2 separate regions of the Drosophila melanogaster genome follow, and region 2 is linked to region 1. A link is a contact called in public Hi-C data. All regions are on one chromosome and are shown on one strand. The core of a region is the stretch at or near the end of the contact, and the rest is flanking DNA. Distances in the headings are between cores, read along the strand shown.

Region 1 (4,719 bases), core at 1,210-3,709:
TATAATATGACCGTATCCGTAACGCTACAAAATACTTTAAAACGTGCCAAGTGAAATTACACTGGTCATTAAAAAAAAGTATAAGGTGTAATATAATTTGCAGCTTGGTAAAAACTAAATAAATCTCAAATATCTTAGCTTACCTTGATTAAATATAAATGTAAAGTATTAACTCAAAATATTTGTTATTATATTTAAAACATTTATTATAAATTATTTTATTTTCTACCATGTGGTTCAGTGTACCAAGCAACATGCTTGGATTTCCAACTCGCACGGTCACACTGTAAACAACGGCTGCGGAAACAAAGTGTGCTTCTAATTTCCAATCAAAACGCCGGCAGAAAAACAAATTTTATCCACGGCAACGAAACAATAGTTTGTTTGATCGTTGCAACGCTTGACTTCACATTTCCTCTCCCTCGGGCGAAAAACAGCTGAAACCGGAAACGGATCAGAGTATTAGCATCAGGCAGGACACGGATTTAGAGGCGCCATGAAGATCGAGGAAGTCAAGAGCACCGTGCGCACCCAACGCATCGCAGCCCACAGCCATGTGAAGGGATTGGGCCTGGACGAGGTTGGAGCTGCCGTGCACAGTGCAGCCGGACTGGTGGGTCAGAAGGCGGCACGCGAGGCAGCCGGCATTGTGGTGGACCTCATCAAATCGAAAAAGATGGCCGGACGAGCGCTTCTGCTGGCTGGGCCACCAGGCACGGGCAAAACCGCCATTGCTCTGGCCATTGCCCAGGAGCTGGGTAACAAAGTGCCCTTCTGTCCCATGGTCGGATCGGAGGTATTCAGCAATGAGATCAAGAAGACCGAGGTGCTAATGGAGAATTTCCGGCGCTCCATTGGTCTGCGCATTCGTGAGACCAAAGAGGTGTACGAGGGCGAGGTTACGGAACTCACGCCCGTGGAAACCGAGAATCCTATGGGTGGCTATGGCAAGACTATCAGCAATGTCGTCATCGGCTTGAAAACAGCCAAGGGAACCAAGCAGCTCAAGCTGGATCCCAGCATCTTTGATGCCTTGCAAAAGGAAAAGGTGGAGGTGGGCGATGTCATCTACATAGAGGCCAACAGTGGTGCCGTAAAGCGTCAGGGTCGCAGTGACACCTTTGCCACTGAGTTTGATCTCGAAACCGAGGAGTATGTGCCGCTGCCCAAGGGCGATGTCCACAAGAAGAAGGAGGTTATCCAGGATGTTACTCTGCACGATCTGGATGTGGCCAATGCTCGTCCACAGGGCGGCCAGGATGTGCTCTCCATGATGGGCCAGCTTATGAAGCCGAAGAAAACTGAAATCACTGGTTAGTTGTGTAATTTTCTTCCCATTCAAATTTACTAAAATACCATTTGATGAGCAGACAAACTACGCATGGAGATCAACAAGGTGGTAAACAAGTACATTGACCAGGGCATAGCCGAGCTGGTTCCCGGAGTTCTCTTCATCGATGAAATTCACATGCTTGATTTGGAGACCTTCACCTACCTACACAAGTCCCTGGAATCTCCCATTGCACCAATTGTGATTTTTGCCACCAATCGTGGACGCTGTGTTATTCGGTTAGAAATACTTAGCTCGTAAAACCTATTCGCATTATTAATAAGAGTTACCTCTTTCCAGTGGCACCACCGACATAGTTTCGCCGCACGGAATTCCGCTAGATCTGCTCGATCGTTTGCTGATCATCCGCACACTACTCTACTCCACTGCCGACATGGAGCAGATAATCAAGTTGCGCGCCCAGACCGAGGGACTGCAGCTGGAGGAGAACGCATTTACACGTCTCAGCGAGATTGGAACCAGCTCCACGCTGCGCTACGCCGTCCAGCTGCTGACCCCGGCTCATCAGATGTGCAAGGTGAACGGACGCAACCAGATCAGCAAGGATGATATCGAGGATGTGCACTCGCTCTTCCTTGACGCCAAGCGCTCCTCGAAGCATTTGTCCGAAAAGAACAATAAGTTTATGTTGTAAGTTTGACGATTCAAGCTGAATTGTAATTCCATTTGCACGGATTTCCCAGTAAAAATCAAATAATAAGCAATTTAATTTATTGTAATGATGTGGTAATTTGAAAACATTCAAATGATCATTTCAATGGCGCTTCAAACATCGACAAGAAAAGTGTGTACACACTTCAACTGAAAGTAAATCGGAAATTTTTGGTTGGTGTCTTAGCTAGATTAGGGCGAATCGTGAATTTCTTTCAACGGTTTTTTTAATTGATACGTAGATAAGCATATTTAAACGAACTCGGAGGACTAACCATTTTCTTTTTATAATTCGGTTGTTTGATTGTAATTATTTTGTCTTTCGTTTTCCGCTTAATCTTCCATATTTGCTGCTTGTGATCGCAGCGATATGGCAACTTCCACTCGCGCCACCCTCATTTTCCCACCATGCGACATCAGCTGCTCGCGTTGTTTGGCCAAGAATTCCAATTGGTGGTGAGTTCAGTTACTCAACGAGCGTCGAGCTGCGCACTGCCCCAAAATAAATAGCCAGGGAGCTCCGCTGAAGTGCATGCAGTGAATAGTATATTTAACGATTCGATTCGCGGCGTGGGCGTCTTCTTCTTTTTCGGCCCGTTCCCCTCGCGTCTTGCATCTTGCCTCTCGCTCGCTCCAACAACGCCGGCAACTGCACTTGGCGTGCGTGTGTGTGTGTAAGTGTGAGTGCGTTTGTGGTTTTCCGAAAGAATGTGAAATCATAATAAAAGTCGCGATTTGTTGTTGCTATTCCGCGCAATTAGCCACTATTTAACGCACATGTGTGTGTTTCGAGCTTATTTGTGTGTGAACAAAGCCAGGCAACCCGTTTTGGCGGAAATAAATGCAATCCTGATGGCAGGATCAAGGTAAAATGGAAACATTTGGGATCTATTGCATGAATGAACCAATGTTGAAGAAGCAGCACAAGCAGCAGCAGCAACAACAACACAGCGGCAGCTAGGAGAGCGAAAGAGAGCGAAGGCAAACAAACGAAAATACAATAATAAAAAAGAAGGAAAAACAACAAAAGGTAAGTGCGTGTAATGCGTGTACGTGTGTGTGTGTGTATGGGTCTGGAGGCCGCACCTCCCAATCAGAAAATTAGTGCTGTGTGGGTGCGCGTCACACTTATTTGTACTTATTTTTTCCGGCTTTAACTGTTATTATTATTTAAGTAGCACGAACGAGAGAATTACATAATTTCGGTATTTTTTTTGTGTCTCTCTTTTGAGACTCCGAATAGAAAGCGAAAGTATTCTTATGGGAACACACTAGCGTGTGCGTGTGTGTTTGTTTTATTTATGAATGGTGATTATGAGACTTGATAATTAATTGCCAGCATGCGTTGTGATTTGATTTCTGTGCGTACACCAGTTGAGCGGCTGTCTGTCTCTTTTGCACCCACAGCTGGTCATAAATCAAATAAGAATTTCACGCCACACAAATGAAAAGCAACAAACAAAAGAGACGAAGCGATGAACTCCCTCGCGCTCTGATCAGAACGGGAAGAAGAAGCAGCCGCATTTGCAGCTGCGCCGAGCGATCATTTTCGCATACTTCTTTCTTAATTTGTTTTTGCCGAGCCATTTTTAATGTGAAAATCTTGCGGGCGAAAATTGGTCGCCGCAGTTGGCCAAAAACATAACGCATAAACAACACATTTTATGGGACGCCGGTGGCGGCGCACTTACACAAGAAGAAATTTATCAATTTAAATTAAAAGACTTTATTTTGGTATAAATCATATTCGTTAAGTATGTATAGTTAATATTAAGTATTTTATTATAATATCGTTGTAAAATGTGCTTACTTAAATATTTGCTTTCAAAAATTAATTTTTTTCCGTGGAGCGAATTCGCCCACCATCCAGTATCTCTTTCTCACTTATGCTCTCTCTCACTTACTCCTGCTCACGCGATCGTTGCCAAATTTCAATCCACGCCCGCTGTTTTTGGCCCTACACTGCGGAAGATCCGTTAACTGGTTCGAGTCTGATTGGCTTTTATGTAATTTAGTAACACAGTGGTGTTTCGATACGGTGAACGGAGTACAACAAAATGTATTATCATTTTATTAATACGAAACGTTTAGATATATGTACGTTTATTTTACTGTTACAGCAATTATATTTTACATTTGCAAACAATTATTTCCATAAAGTGCATAAACATCACCCTGTGAACAGCACAATATTTCAGTTCCGCCGCGTCTTATTTCAAAAATATTTTATGCCGGCCAAAAAGGCCAATACAAATACACACGCAAAATACAGCAGAAAAACGACTTGAGCGTGTCGGTGTTGACGTTAATGAACTACAACAACAATTATGTACGTTTTGTAGACGGCAGCAAACAGCCAACAAAACAACAACTATATTTCACCGCAGTTCCTTTGTTGTTTCTGCGCCTTTGCTTTTGGTAACGATTTATTTTTCTTTTTGGAACTGACTTTGGCTATAAGGCAAATTTATGTTGTCCATTTGCTTGCAATTAGTTTATGAAGTCAACTGCGCGGTGAAATATACATAGTAGTCGACGTTACCTTGTTGCAGCCAAACGAATACTCTATTTTTGATAAACTTTTAAGCCGAGCATTGCATTTAATTGAGCATGGTGTTATAAAATGGGTTTTTTCAATAACAATGCTTTGATTGTTCGAATTTTTACTAGCACCGATGCGCTTTGATGCAAAGATTAAGTATTTATGTAAGTACCAA
Region 2 (4,560 bases), core at 45-2,544, 86 kb after region 1:
TTTGAATTTTCTACGTTAGCTTTGAACCGAAAATGGTGGTTACTCGCAGTGCAGCTACGAAGAAGCAGAACCAAGTGCTGACCTTATCTGACCAGAACATCCTAGCAGAATCTTCGAGGACCAAAGGACCTCCTGTGCCCAAGAAGAATGTTAAGAAATTGCCGACTGCACGTCAGTGTGTCAAGGTGGCTGCAAATCTTCTAGACGCACAAGAACCTAACGAAAATGAAGTAAGAAATATCCAAAGATATATAAATATTTGTTCAAACATTACAAAATATAAAATATTTAGAACACAGGAACCCAAAGGAAGGATGGAAAGCAACTGGATTCCAAATTGAGTTCCACAGTCCAAAATACAGAAGCAGCGAGGTCCAAAGAAACTCCTGCACCCAAGAAGAATGTTAAGAAACTGCAGGCTGCACTTCCGTGCGCCGACGCGGCTGCAAATCTTTTGGAGGAACAAGCATCTAATGAAATGAATGAAGAAGGACCTCCTGTGCCCAAGAAAAATGTGAAGAAACTTCCGGCTGCACGTCAGTGTGTCAAGGTGGCTGCAAATCTTCTAGACGCACAAGAATCTATCGAAAATGAAGTAAGAAATATCCAAAGATATAAAAATATTTGTTCAAACATTACAAAATATAAAATATTTAGAAAACAGGAACAAAAAGGAAGGATGGGAAGCAACTGCAGGCACAAAATTCGAATGAAAATGAAGTAAGAAATATCAAAAGATATGCATATATTAAAATATTATAAAATATATAATATATTTAGAAAACAAGCACATTAAAGAAGGATAAAAAACTACTGGCTTCCAAAACTCCAGAAGCAGCGACAAACGATAATGTAAAATGAAGATACAGATACTAATAATATTAGTATTTATAAAATTCCAATTTTAGGCAAATCCAAATATGAAACCAAGCCTAAAGAAGTCGACAAGGGAGCACAAGTCCAAAAAGTGTAATGACATTCAAAAAGCTGGAAAAGATCACATCGAACATCAAGCCGAATAATTTGTATCACGTTGCGTTAATTGTTTTTGTTTTTAAAGTTCAAAATTGATTTTAGTTGCTTTTATAAGCAAAAATATAAATATAAATAATTAAGAATACCTAATAACAAAGAATGCCGAACAGTGAGGTTACCTTTTAAAAAGCCGTTACACGCAGGGTTCGTTTCCCGGCTAAATGGTTACCCGAGCTCCCAACCTGCCACTGGTTGCGGTGCCGTGTATTGTCAACGTTTTCCAAAAACGGAGGTACGGTCACTCCAGTCTCGGGCGCTCTCATTTTTCGTTCGAATTCTGACCGGGCGGGTTTATTTTATCATTGCTCCGCGACTTCGAATACGAGACCGGTGTTGTGCGCTCCTGATAACTGCGATATATTGAGCGCGAGCGCCATGTCCTTTTGCTGGAAGTAGAATTTGAAAAGTGCAGAGATCACGGCTTGGATTGCCAAGGAACAACGGTGTTGAGACTGAATATATTTTTTGTGCGCTGTTTCGAAATAGAACCGTTAATTGGAATTGGCAGTAAGAAGCAGAGAGGCGGACGATATTCCGGTGAAATCTTCGCCAGGCGGAAACATCGATCAAAACAAAGTGCATGCTAAAAACATAAAAGATTCAACATGTTCGAACTAGAGGATTATTCGAGCGGCATACATGAGGGATTCTTCAGCAAATATGCGGTGAGTTGAAACAAAAAAGGCGAGCTAAGCGAGAATAATAACTTTTCGCGAACATTTCGCCGGCCGGCCACACGCACCCATACACTCGCATGTGCCGAGACACAGACAGGCGCAATTTTTGAATTTAACGTTCGGTCTCCACGTTCCCCACACCCCAACTGTTCCCATACCGACATGAAGAGCAAAACCCACCACCAAGAACAGTTTGGCGGCGAAACTTTGGTTCCACTCGCCATCTCGCTCGCCCCTGCGGCCAAATATTCCCCGCCTCGCTCGCTCCAAAGCTGTGTTGTTGACTCGCCAATTCGCCCTCGCCGCGTTTAACGTTTGTGTGTGTGTGTGTCTGTGTTTACATTTGATCGTTAAACTTTGAAAAATTTCTTTTTCGCCCAAAAAATTGATGATTAATTACAACCGGAACAGCGGAGCGCCGATAAAAAATAATGGAAGTATAGTACCATTGCGTTTGAGGAAGTCTGCTGTTTATTTTGGGGGTTACTAACTCGGCTAGCCGCAGAATTCACCTCTGTTAAGCGACTGTTATTTGCACTTAATTGTGGACATCAATTCACTTTTCACGGGAGGGGATTGCCTGTATTATTCTACTTGTATTATTAAGACACTTGGAGTATTTTACTTTGGCGCACACAGCACAAGTCTTTCTTTTGTTGTAGCCATTCGCAATTATTTGGCTTATTTATTTTCTGTCACACACAGCGGCGGATGAAACAATAGCACACCTTATAATATATTATTTCTTGCAATTTATAAGGTTTAAGAATTTCTTATCTTCATTTTCAAAGAGTAACTCTATAATATAACACAGTATGAGAGGAGAAGGTACCAAAGATTTTTTTTTAACTAAAAGGATTATTTCTTCGGCATAAATTTACTTGTATAATGTTAGAGAGTTTCTCTGGTCGAGTATTCACTGTAGAGTTACGTTATCACATTCTACAGTTTAGCACAGGTTAATAAATTTGCAGTCCTATTTCCTTGGCCGCCAATATGCGCTGAGTACTTTAGTGTGTTTCTCCGCCGGTTCGCTGAGTTTTTCGTCTGGTGGCCTCTTCTTCGGCTTTTGCGTTTTAAACTTTTTGAAGGCCAAGCGTTCACCTCGAATCTCTCGGTTTTCATCTGTTTTAGTCACAGTCCAACCAAGTGGCTAATGATTTTGGGCCAGAAAGTGGGGGTATGGCTTTGAAGTTTGGGCTAAACTGACCGCCTAAATTGTCAGTCCGTCAGAGGAACTGACCTCCAGCAAAGTTTGCACATTTTCAATAGAAAATCAAACGAACGGACTTGGGAAAACACGTGCGCCTGTTACTTGCAACATGCAAAACTCCACACACGCACGCACGCACAATCTACAAGTGTTGCGAATTCCCAGTAAGCGTGTGCGTGTGCGAAGGGGAACAAAGAAAAGCAAACAAAATAAATCGTTTCATCTTGTACGCTTGTGTAAGTGCGAGAACAAAAGAAAACCAAAAAGCAACAGTCGACAATAATTCCCACATCAAAAGCTTTTCTCCCACCTTCTCCATCTCTTTCGCACTGTTCTCTTTCGTCTCCGAGGTTTCGGCAACCTTTGTTGCAGCAACATGGCAGCAAAGAAAGAAATTAGTGAAACAAAAATCAAAGCAAAAAGCCAACAAAGAACAACTTCAAAGTTCAACGCGCTTTCCACTGGGGCCTTTCAAATGGGGCGATTTCAGTGGGTGGCGGCACACCTACCCCAAAATGCGCAGTAGGTGGGAAAGAGATGGGCGCACAAGGATTGTGGGAGGACTGCCACTTGTCTGCATTTCGCTCTGCTGCCGAATATGAGCGCCCAGCTGTATGCCGCATAGATTTTCTCACGGCCCCAGCGCACACACACCCATACACATATTGGTACAAACACTAGTCTGGGGGCAGTTGCTATTACCCATATAAAACTTCAGAGCGCCTAAATCGTGTAATACCAAAAAGATACTTGAAACTATGCAAAGTAAGATATAGACTAATTTAAATACAACTTATTATGTGTCCACATGTCATTTGCATTTTGAAGAAATGCATTGGCTTCTCTCCCTTTCTTCTTTCTATAAGAAAATGTAAATCTCCATGAAGCCAACTGTTTGTTTGTATGGCAATTAAGTTAATGAACAAAGAAGTTATGGAGCTTGTGTAATTCGTAAAAATCGTAAGATGCCTCACCAAACCAACTAATTGCCCCAAAAAACCCTCACAGTCTCAGCAAATGGACTTCCAGGCTAAAAATAAACATTTGGCAAATCTGATTTCTTGAAACACATGCAGTTAATGAATGAAATAACCCGGAGAATCTGCCGATTTACTTCCCGCTAAACCGAGAGATTTGAAAACGATTTACGACCCTGGATCATCCTGTGTGTTTAAGGATGTTACTTTGCGTTGGGAATCGGTCGGCAATTCAGGCAAGCGACTTTTATTGCACCATAAAGTAATTTACAAATGGGCGCTCATGACCTCAGGGAAGATTCGTCCAGAAAGGTCCACGGAAATCGTTGGTTTTACCTGAGTGAGGGATTCCATTGCATTCCATTCCTTACCATCCTCCTCCCATCATTATTTACCATCTCTTCTTGTGTTTTCTCTGTGTGTCAGCAGAGTGATTTCCTTCGGAGGTGAAAGGCGGAGAAAGATGGAAAATATGTGCAACAAAAGAAACGAAGCAGATGCAGGAAATGCAGGAGAACACTTACAACCATCGCCAGTGACGAATCCTGCCGAGAAAGGACGAAAATACCCTCGTCGGCAGCTCCTTGGTTCGTTGCACAACTTGAAAAGGCCAACTGTAGGCAGCTGCAACAGAGCAGCAAAAACTTTTTATGGCCTA

Evidence for each region. Hi-C and Micro-C count contacts between places; a contact is called where the count stands out from the background.
Region 2: a Hi-C map of the Kc167 cell line shows a contact between it and region 1, with 5 times the contacts expected there. The contact joins the promoter of jumu here to the promoter of Nuak in region 1. A contact is called at or near these places in 22 of 107 Hi-C or Micro-C datasets (the D17-c3 cell line, the Kc167 cell line, the ML-DmBG3-c2 cell line and 8 more) and 3 of 6 datasets of contacts at active chromatin or transcription factors (the Kc167 cell line and the S2 cell line).

The regions. Positions count from the first base shown.
Region 1 is chr3R:10,261,847-10,266,565 of dm6, forward strand. Nuak (Nuak family kinase) reads left to right here and starts at 2,460. Exons shown (of 14, transcript NM_001382102.1): 1 at 2,460-3,032. It overlaps pont (pontin), which reads left to right and starts at 277. Exons shown (of 3, transcript NM_144351.4): 1 at 277-1,313; 2 at 1,371-1,569; 3 at 1,631-2,053. The coding sequence starts at 497. The coding sequence ends at 1,985. It overlaps Sirt6 (Sirtuin 6), which reads right to left and starts at 3. Exons shown (of 2, transcript NM_141733.3): 1 at 1-3.
Region 2 is chr3R:10,348,888-10,353,447 of dm6, forward strand. It overlaps jumu (jumeau), which reads left to right and starts at 1,295. Exons shown (of 3, transcript NM_079578.3): 1 at 1,295-1,700. The coding sequence starts at 1,641. It overlaps CG31406, which reads left to right. Exons shown (of 5, transcript NM_169341.3): 1 at 1-230; 2 at 293-595; 3 at 658-720; 4 at 781-852; 5 at 909-1,123. The coding sequence starts at 33. The coding sequence ends at 1,022.